Regions from separate parts of the Mus musculus genome. Here region 2 is linked to region 1. The links are chromatin contacts, called in public HiChIP or PLAC-seq maps. All regions are on one chromosome and are shown on one strand. The core of a region is the stretch at or near the end of the contact, and the rest is flanking DNA. Distances in the headings are between cores, read along the strand shown.

Evidence for each region. HiChIP or PLAC-seq counts read pairs in DNA pulled down with a chosen protein or histone mark.
Region 2: a contact with region 1 is called in an H3K27ac HiChIP or PLAC-seq map of embryonic stem cells, with 11 read pairs. The contact joins the enhancer-like site here to the promoter of Pbld1 in region 1. A contact is called at or near these places in 15 of 39 promoter capture datasets (the 3T3-L1 cell line, 3T3-L1-derived adipocytes, the C10 cell line and 9 more), 1 of 15 datasets of contacts at CTCF or cohesin (embryonic stem cells), 3 of 484 Hi-C or Micro-C datasets (the N1E-115 cell line, bone marrow-derived macrophages and liver), 3 of 115 datasets of contacts at active chromatin or transcription factors (all in embryonic stem cells) and 3 of 9 other capture datasets (adipose tissue, liver and macrophages).

What each region holds. Positions count from the first base shown.
Region 1 is chr10:63,058,528-63,063,282 of GRCm38.p6, forward strand. It overlaps Pbld1 (phenazine biosynthesis-like protein domain containing 1), which reads left to right and starts at 3,062. Exons shown (of 9, transcript NM_026701.3): 1 at 3,062-3,174. The coding sequence starts at 3,091. Pbld2 (phenazine biosynthesis-like protein domain containing 2) reads left to right here. Exons shown (of 10, transcript NM_026085.2): 10 at 1-285.
Region 2 is chr10:63,363,776-63,368,786 of GRCm38.p6, forward strand. No RefSeq gene overlaps it. Among named protein-coding and RNA genes, the nearest start is that of Dnajc12, 20 kb to the right of the region's middle. Within about 2 kb of position 2,921, at least 14 of the 459 cell types and tissues checked have an H3K27ac peak or open chromatin away from gene starts, as enhancers often do. A contact at or near this core is called in embryonic stem cells, where this site is marked.

The sequences.
Region 1 (4,755 bases), core at 1,812-4,311:
GTGGAATATTGATTCACGCGACTGTGGAGACAGCCAGGGGAGACAGTTCATGTGGAAAGACTCAGAGGAGGCCTAGTGTTTAGGAAACAAATCCTTTGTATTTTGAACTCAGCTAGGAGTAACAATCAGGACAAACCCAGGAGATTACAACAGTAGGTATCTGATTTGGTGATGTGATGATCAAAATACACGCTAAGGGCGTGTGAGACGAAATCTTTCCCTCCTGTGTGGCTTAGAATGGCCATGTCATTGTCTTCTCTTGTTTAATAAAGCGTGATTTAATCCAGCTTTGAATTTGGTGAAATTTGTGTCTCTGACTTCCAGTAGGTGCCTTGGAGCAGGATTTCCTCCCCCAGTTAGCAAGATAGCCCTAAACCTGGTGTGAAGCCCTAACCTGGTGTGAAGCCCTAACCTGGTGTGAAGCCCTAAACCTGGTGTGAAGCCCTAACCTGGTGTGAAGCCCTAAACCTGGTGTGAAGCCCTAACCTGGTGTGAAGCATGTGCCCGGGATCTCAGCACTTGGGAGGGAGGGACAGAAGGATCAGGAGTTCAAGGCTAGTTTCCACAGAGCAAATTATCACCTAGCTTGAGTTTCTTGAGTCCCTGTCTCAAAAAAGGAACAAAAGCGGAGGCAGAGCTTAAAACATCTCTTAAAAAACACCAGGGGTTCAGGGGCTAGAAGGGGATATACCTGTGTTATAAAACATGTGCCTAGCATGCCTGAGTCCCTGAGCTTAAACCTTCACACACATACACACACACAGAGAGAGAGAGAGAGAGAGAGAGACAGAGAGACAGAGAGACAGAGAGACAGAGACAGAGACAGAGAGAGAGAGACAGAGAGAGAGAGAGAGAGCAAGCGAGCATACATCCGTGCAATTTCAGAAGACTAACACGTTTCAGAAGCTTGATGTGTTCCTGACTATCGGAGTTCATGTCCCCCCTCTCAGGGATCATCTAACAGAAGCTGATGGATGGGACCAGTAAGGCTGAAGTTCACTCAAGCCCCGAACATAGTTATTTTTTTTGAGATGGAGGTATCCTTGCTGCAGGATATTTGAACCTGTTTCTGGTTAGGGTGTGTCTCAGCCTCAATCCCTCTGGCTGGATTACAGACGTGCCCCTAGTACTCACCTCTCATCCCAAACAATGAAGGTAATGTTAGTCTGCAGAAGGAAGCGCCCATGTTTGAAACTGATATCCATCTGAGTGACAGACAAAGTGAAAAATCAGAGAAAGATTTGACAGAATAGAATATGCCCAACTCTCAAGAGGAGAGGAAAGAGAAGCTACTTAAGGGAGAGACAGACAGTACAGGAGGAAGAGAATACAGTACAGGAATACAGTGGAGTTCGTGGGGAGCAGCCAAGAGAGGGAGAAAGGCAGTTTTACTGGGAGAGTTTGACAGAGGCAGACTAAAGAGAGAACAAGCTAGACACAGGTAAAGACAGAATGAGCAAGAGATGGGAATGAGTCAGAAGATTAGAACGGATTGCCAGAGTTAGTTTGACACCAGACAGGGGGGAAAAATCAGAGACTTGAGAAGAAGCCAGATTGAATCAGAGTCAGGTGGGAGAAGAGTTTGAGCCAGAACAGCTGAGTTGAACCAGCCAGCTAGAATTCAGAGAGAACAAGAAAGTTGTGAACTTATTCAGCAGCCAGTCTCAGAGGCTGAAAACATTCTAGGCCTCAATTAGATTGTATGGAAGCTAGAAGCTTCCAGGCCTAGACCTGGGTAAGCAGACTGAGGCAGTAAGCCTCTGAGATGACAATTACAACAGGTGAATAAAAGCTACTTTTACATATCCCAAGGCTGGCCTTGAACTCAAGGCAGGCCTGTTGCAGTCTCCAGATTCCACTGAGCCTGGCTCACAAGCTTGTGAAGCCCACTGCCAGGGGGAGACAGAGCCTAATCCTAGCTATTCAGCAGCCGGGGCAGGAGGCTGAAGACCTGTGTAGGTTCCACAGAGAGGTCACGGCCAACGAGGTCAAGATCCCGGGGCCCACAGATCAGGTAAACAAGATAACCTAGAACATTTACCAGTCACGTGTGAGGCCTGGGCTCCATTCCAGCCTTGCAAAAGGGAACCTGTGTCAAAATAGGAGCTTTGTTTCCTTTCTGTGCTGACTCCTGCTATCTGATAGAACAATGGTGATTTACAATGAAATCTCCAAACAACCGCATAAACAACCTGAAACGCAGTGAGAAGAACGATTCTGCTGTCGATGGAGACACGTCCTCGCAGATGACACTTGACAACAAATCCTCCTGTTTGTCCTCCACGCTCCAGTTGGATGTGAGCCCAGTAATTACTTCTTAAATCACTTTAATAGATATGGTGTGCCAGGGGCTCCTCTAGCAGCTATGTGATTTCAAAAGGGGAAAAGGTAAGTTGGTTGTGGTGGCATGGGACTTTAATCCCAGGACTGGGAAGGCAGAAGTAGGCAGATCTCTGAGCTCAAGGCCAGCCTTAAGATCCAGTTCAATAAAGGCTGCATAGTAAGACCCAGTTTTTGTTTTGTTTTGTTTTTTTAAATTAAGATGTGGTAAGAAGAGGGTGACGTGATGTTTTCTGCCAATGAAAACCCAATGATTGCTTTTTATCAGTCAGATTAATAAGCACAGTAAATGTTCATATACTGTGTAAGTTGGTAAACTTTTATTGCTTTGAGACGGGGTCTCCTGTATCCCAGGCTGGCTTGGAACTCCCTGTGTAGCCGAGGATGGCCTTGAGCCTTTCTGTTCTTGCCTCTGCTTCGTTGCGCTAGGATCACAGATGTGTGCCACCATGCCCTGTGTAAGGGTCGATGGGGAATAGAGCCCGGGCTTTGTGCGTGCCAAGCAAGTGCTTACCTGCCCCTCACTGAGCTACTCTGCAAAGGTCAAAGGACATCCAATACAAATGCTAAAACTTGTTAGAGGATTGGTATCTCTAAAGGTAACCATATTGGCACGGTTGTTTGGCTTTTGGTCTGGGAACCATTAACTGCACGTCTGCACCAGTAAAACTTTAACTTATTTTTCAACAGCTGGAAGTGAAGCGGGCTCCGAGCAGGGCAGGGAGCCCTCAGACAAAGCCAGCGAGGAAAATGAAGCTCCCAATCTTCATAGCAGATGCGTTCACTGCGACAGCTTTCCGGGGCAATCCTGCCGCAGTCTGCCTCCTGGAGCGCGTGAGTACGCGGTTCTCAAGGGCCAAGCCTGAACTTCCAGATGTGTGTAGAGCCCTTGACGTCTGTAAAAGACATGAGGCCGTCCTGCGTGTTTGCCACTTTGGCTTGTGTTCTGTGTCACGTCGCTGATGGCCATGTCTTCAGGTTATGAGGGAATGGCTGTGCCTAGACTGGGTCAGAGCCACAGAGGCTCCCAGGCAGGGAACCTGGCAGCAGCTGGGAGTCGGGGCTCATGCCTGCAGCTCTGGTGTTCCAAAGGAGAAGGCAGGAGATCATGAGTCTGCGGCCAGCCTGGGCTACATAGCAGATCCTAGGTCAGCCTGGACTATGTGAAGAAACTCATCTTACAGAATCAAAAATAAATAAGCAAATAAACATAAAAACGTAGGGGGATGGGTTCCTTCTAGCTGCCAGAGTTTAGTTTTATGACTAGATATGGTCGCAGCTACCTTTGAGTCTTACTTTAGGGACTCTCTCATAGGGGTTGGGAGAAGGTCTAAGGCGGGCTGGCCTTAAGCTCCCTGCGTAGCTCAAGCTCTCTTCAGACCCCATCTGCCTCAACCTCCTTAGTGCCTGCCTGGGTTACAGCTGCCGGCCATCTTTCCTGGCTTTAACCTTTCCTGTTCCTCAGACATTTAGAAGTTCTCTCGAAGGCTGAAGGCTCATTGTTTCAGAGTGGCTACTGCTCTCGCAAAGGACTTATGTTCCATTCTTCACACCCATGTGGGACACTTACAACTGCTTGTGGCTCCAGCTCCCGACGGAGATCTGAGAGATCTGACTGACACTCTCTTCTGACCTCTGAGGTCACTGCAATCATGTGTACAAACCCAAACACACACATACACATACATACACACACAAACCCACACAAACCCAGATACACACACATGCACTTGCACACACACAAACACACAGACATGTCTGCACTCACTTTCTCTCTTCCGATCTCCAAAGGCTCTATGCTCAAGTGTATTGACTGACACACAGACATTCATTCTCTCTCTTAAAATAATTGTCAAAATATATTAAAAATCTCTTTAGGATCAAGAAAATAAGGCACCGGCAAAGAATTAAGGAGAGGCAAGGAATTGATCTCCACTCTGTGGAAAAGTTAGTTTGCCAAAACTCTCCCTTTGTAAATAGCTCTTTTGTGGCTCCCATGCTGGCTCAGCAGGTAAAGGTCCTTGGCGCCAAGCCTGAAGACCAGAGTTCAATTCCTGGGAGCCACAGAGTGGACACAGACAACCTCCTCCTGCCAAGTCATCCCCCGGCCGCACAAGTGTGCCACGGCCCCCAAATAAATGAGTTAGCTGAATTAAAAAAAAAAAAAAAGCCCACATAGTTCTTAGATTACAATGATTGCTAATGAGATTTTTTATTAGAATAATTGCTAAATATACTAATTATAATAATTAACTATCCCTTGGCCTTCTGGATGAATGTTGTGTCATTTCCTGGATAATAAGAAGCAGGGGCCTTCGCATGATGCTTTATATTCATAGTCAACTTGACAGGCACTAGAGTGGCCTTGGTGACACATCTCTTGACGCTTCTGTGAGGGAGGCCTCAGATGAGGTT
Region 2 (5,011 bases), core at 1,671-4,170, 310 kb after region 1:
TTTGAGGCAGGGTCTCCCTGTGGTATCTCGTTTGGCCTGGAGCTTGATACATAGGCCAGGCTGGCCTTGCCTCTGTCTCCTAAATGCTAGACTAAAGGCAGGTGCTCTCATAGCACCTGGTGCTATTTGATTTCATTTAAAAATCCTTTTACTTTCTTTTTCTTGTCTTTCAGTTTTATTTTAGAAAAAGAGACATATTTAAAGAGCTGTAAAGAAGCAGAAGGAGCCGGGCAGGGTGGCACACGCCTTTGATCCCAGCACTTGGGAGGCAGAGGCAGATGGATTTCTGAGTTCGAAGCCAGCCTGATCTACAGAGTGAGTTCCAGGACAGCCAGGGCTGCACAGAGAAACCCTTTCTCCAAAAACCAAAAACCAAAAAAACAAAACAAAACAAAATAAAAAACACACAACAACAAAACAAAAAAAAGCACAAGGCCTGGTGTAACAGAGTTAGAGTGACCTGGGCTAGGCTGGCCCCAACTCTTCTCCCCTGTGTTGGTGTCCAGGGTTGTGTGCTACCATACCTGGCTTTTTTTCTTTCTCTTTTTCAAGACAGTGTTTCTCTGTGTAGTTCTGGCTGTCCTAGAGCTCACTCTATAGAGCAGGCTGGCCTCTGGCTCAGAGATCTGCCTGAGTGCTGAGATTAAAGGCAGGAACTAGCACTGCCCAGCTTTAAGAAATGTGTTTGTAGTGATTTGACTAGGTTTGCTTCCCAAAGATTCATGTGTTTGAATGCTTGGCCATAGGGAGCAGCACTGTTAGGAGGTGTGGCCTTGCTGGGGGAAGTGTGTCACTGTGAGGTGGACTGTAAGGTCTCCTGTGCTCAGGCTCTGCCCAGTGCAGAAGATAGTGTCCTTCTGGCTGCCTGCAGATCAAGATGTAGAACTCTCAGCTGCTTCTCCAGCATCATATCTGCCTGGATGCTGCCATGCTCCCACCATGATTATAATGGGCTGAACCTCTGAACCTGTAAGCCAGCCCCAATTAAATATTTGCCTTTATAAGAGTTGCCTTGGTCATGGTGTCTCTTCCCAGCAATGAAACCCTAACTAAGACAGGCTTAAAGTTTTGAATTATTTCAAAATCGATATTCAGTGAACATATACTAGTATTCTTACAAAACATGATCTCATCATTGTATGGTTCTCACTGTGTCCACAATGCCCAAGAGAAAAACAAAAAGCAATGATTTTTTTGGGCGGGGGGGTCGGGTTATTTATTTATTTATTTATTTTCCGAGACAGGATTTCTCTGTATAGCCCTGGCTGTCCTGGAACTCACTCTGTAGGCCAGGCTGGCCTTGAATGCAGAAATCTGCCTGCCTCTGCCTCCCAAGTGCTGGGATTAAAGGTATGCACCACCACTGCCTGGTTTAACAATAATATTTAATTAAATGTTTTGAGGTCCACTTATCTTGGATATTAAATACCTGGAGAGTCTACCTGGTGGCACTTGCTGGTAATCCTAGGACAGAGAGTTAGAGACCAGCCTAGGTACCCTAGCAAGTTCAAGACCACCTGGACTATAGAGATACCACATACATTCTGGGCTTGACTTATCTGGTATCCCTAGTCCATAGCAGAGAGCCTGGCCCTTCAACAGGTGGACAACAAACATTCTGATGATGTGTACTTCTTACACCTGGTGTATGTTGTAGTAGTAATATATTGTTTAAAGATTTATTTATTCTATGAAGTACACTGTAGCTGTTGTCAGGCACACCAGAAGAGGACGTCAGATCTGAACTCAGGACCTTCAGAAGAGCAGTCGTGCTGTTAAATACTGAGCCATCTCTCCAGCCTCGTTGCTGGGATTTTTTTTTTTTTTAAGACAGGATTTTTCTGTGTAGCCCTGGCTGTCCTAGAACTCACTCTGTAGACCAGGCTGGCCTCGAACTCAGAAATCCGCCTGCCTCTGCCTCCCAAGAGCTGGGATTAAAGGTGTGCGCCCCCCCCCCCCCCCCCAGCGGTTACTGGGATTTTGAACTCAGTCAGGACCTTTGGAAGAGCAGTCAGTGCTCTTAACCGCTGAGCCATCTTTCCAGCCCAATAGTAATATTTTTAATAAATCCTGGCGCGAGGTCCTTCCCACCTTAGACCATTTATGTTCCCAGATGAAAGACACACACACCGCCTTTATATTTTAATATGCCTTAAATAACACAATAGCCGGGCAACTGCCTAACTCTGAGTTACTACTTCTAATCTCTATGCTCCATCTTCGCTGCTCCTAATTCCAATTAGTCAGCCCTCTGGGCCACGTTTTCTTGGCCCGGAACCCAAGGCTCGCCTTGCTTCCCTACCCCATGGCTGCTCTTGTCTCTGTTCTGCACACTCCTGAGGCAGAGCGAGTCTCTCTTCTTCCCTCCTGCTTCCTCCAGGTCCCAAGCCCAGGAACCTTAAATCCTGCCTCTTCCTCTCTTCTCCCCAGCTATTGGCTGCTGGCATCTTTATTTACCAATCAGAATTAACTGGGGCAGTTTCCCAGAAGCTAGGAGTTACCCTCTCAAGTCAACTAACTTAGGGGACCCAAATTAGCATTAGAATACTAACGGCTACAGTACCAGTCAGTCCCAGAAAGATCCTGAACAAGGGAGACTAATGGAGAAGTGTGTGTGTCAAAACTTAAAACAGCTTTAACCAGCAAAACAATGGAAGGCTCAGCTGGCTTTGCCTTGCCTGGGATAGGAATACAGATCCAGCACACCTTTAACAAAATTTGGATTTTCAGTTTTCCTACTCACCAGTATAGCCTCAGGACAAAAGGAGGAGGAGACAAAGGGGCTCCTGCCCTACCCTCATTCATTCATTCATTCATTCATTCATTCACTCACTTATTCCCTTTCAGACCAAAGAGAGCTAGATGTGGAAGACACATCGTCACAGAGCCAATCATAAGGAGACCCAGGGCGCTACCGAGGGGCCGCGCACAGCACACCTCCCTTCACCACGCACCTCGAAACCTGGGGTGTAGAGTCTTGCTGCGGGAGGTGAAGAACTGTTTGATTCATGAGCAGCCACTGTAAAGACAGAAGGATGGACTCTCTGGATATGACGTGGCATGTAGTGATTTCCAACTTCAGCTCTTCATTAAAATCTGAAGCCCTGTTTCAGAAGGCTTAGAGGTTCTAGGGATGGGGTCTCCCGGGCTCACTATTTCAAGTGGCTTCACCGATTTCAGTGGAAGGCGAAGGATGCTTTTGGAAGTGGTTGGGATACCCACCTGTTGTTTTCCTGGCAAATGCTCATTGCCTTAAGAGAACTGTCGTACTCTGTTTTATCTGCCAAAGCGGTTTAAATCGCGAGTCCTCAAGGACATGGCGGGACAGTAGGTCAAACTGATGTTTGGAGTGTTTAGTACACAGAGGCTTGTGAAGGTTTCAGATTTCTTTGTTAATTGATACCACCCCCCCCACCCCCCACCCCCCCCACCCCCCTCCCGCCGCCGAACACTAACTCTGTAGGAACTAAGAAAGTGCTACCCAGCTGTGAGAGGCCACTGAACTGGCCCGTGCGCTTCCTGAAAACAGTGTTTGATGCCAAGGGATCCAAGGCCTCCTCATGGACACTGGTACCCATGAGGACGCTCCTAACTTCTTGACAACAATTTCTTTAACCTCAGTATTAGGTAATTTCAACTCTGAAAACTGCTTCCCTTAACTGCAATCAGAGTGGACTTTCTTGATTTTTGGTCAGAGTCTTGCTATGTTTCTCAGTCTGTTTTGGAACTTGCTGGGTAGCTGCGGGCTGACCTGAAACTTGTGACCCTTCTGTCTCAGCCTCCTGGGTGCTTAGAGTTTTGGCACGTATTACCATGTCTAAGCGAAAGTTATTTTTTAACACTGTGTGTGTGTTGGCGTGTTAACTTACAGACCATTCCATTAGACTCCTCTCAGGGACCTAGCAACAACTTAAGTCATCTGCGGCTGCTAGGTTATGGGCTGCCTATAAATGGACTGCCTACCACCCCAGCCCTTTCAGTTTCCCCGTTTTCTCTCTCTGTGTCTTTCTCTGTTCCCGGCATTCTCTCTTGACCTCTTCTTTCCTTCTCTGCCCTCATGGCTCTCTGTCTGCTTCCTGTCTGTCTGCCTGCCTGTCTACATGTCCACTTGTCTGCCTCTTCCCGTCTTCCCAGACCCTCACTCCTTTCCCTTCCCCCAGTAAACCCCCTTTATACCTGATCTGTTGCATGATGTAATTACTCAGGGGCCACACCTTGGCATGGGCCTTGCCATGTACCCCTTTGCCAAATTATATTTCATACATACACACACACACACACACACACACACACACACGATATTGGAGATAGGGTCTTATAGAATCAGCTAGCCTGGAATTCTGGAATTCACCAATGCTGGAACTAAAGGCATGTGCCAGCTCTGCCCTGTTCTCCAGCTCTTATTGATTGACTCAGGGCATTGCACATGCGAGGGAACTTCTCTACCACTGTGTTGGCCCTCTGCCCGTAGCACTTGACAGTTTTGTTTGTTCCCATACTGGGGACTGAACCAGTATGTTAGGAACACCCTACTGAGCTATATCCTCTGCCTTCATATCTGTCTCAATCAGTGCTCTATTGCTGTGAAGAGACACTGTGGTGGTTTGTATAGGCTTGGCCCAGGGAATGGCCTTGTTGGTGTAGGTGTAGCCTTGTTGGAGGAAGTGTGTCACTGTGGGGGTGGGCTTTGAGACCCTCCCCCTAGTTGCCTAGAAGGCAGTCTTTTCCTGGCTGCTTTCAGATCAAGATGTAGAACTCTTGGCTCCTCCAGCACCAAGTCTGCCTGGATGCTGCCATGCTTCCCACCATGATGATAACGGACTGAACCTCTAAACCTGTAAGCCAGCCCCAATTAAATGTTGTCCTTTATAAGAGTTGCCTTGGTCACAGTATGTCTTCTCAGCAATGGAAACCCTAACTAAGACAGGCTTAAAGTTTTGAATTATTTCAAAATCGATATTCAGTGAACATATACTAGTATTCTTACAGACACCATGGCCACAGCAGCTCT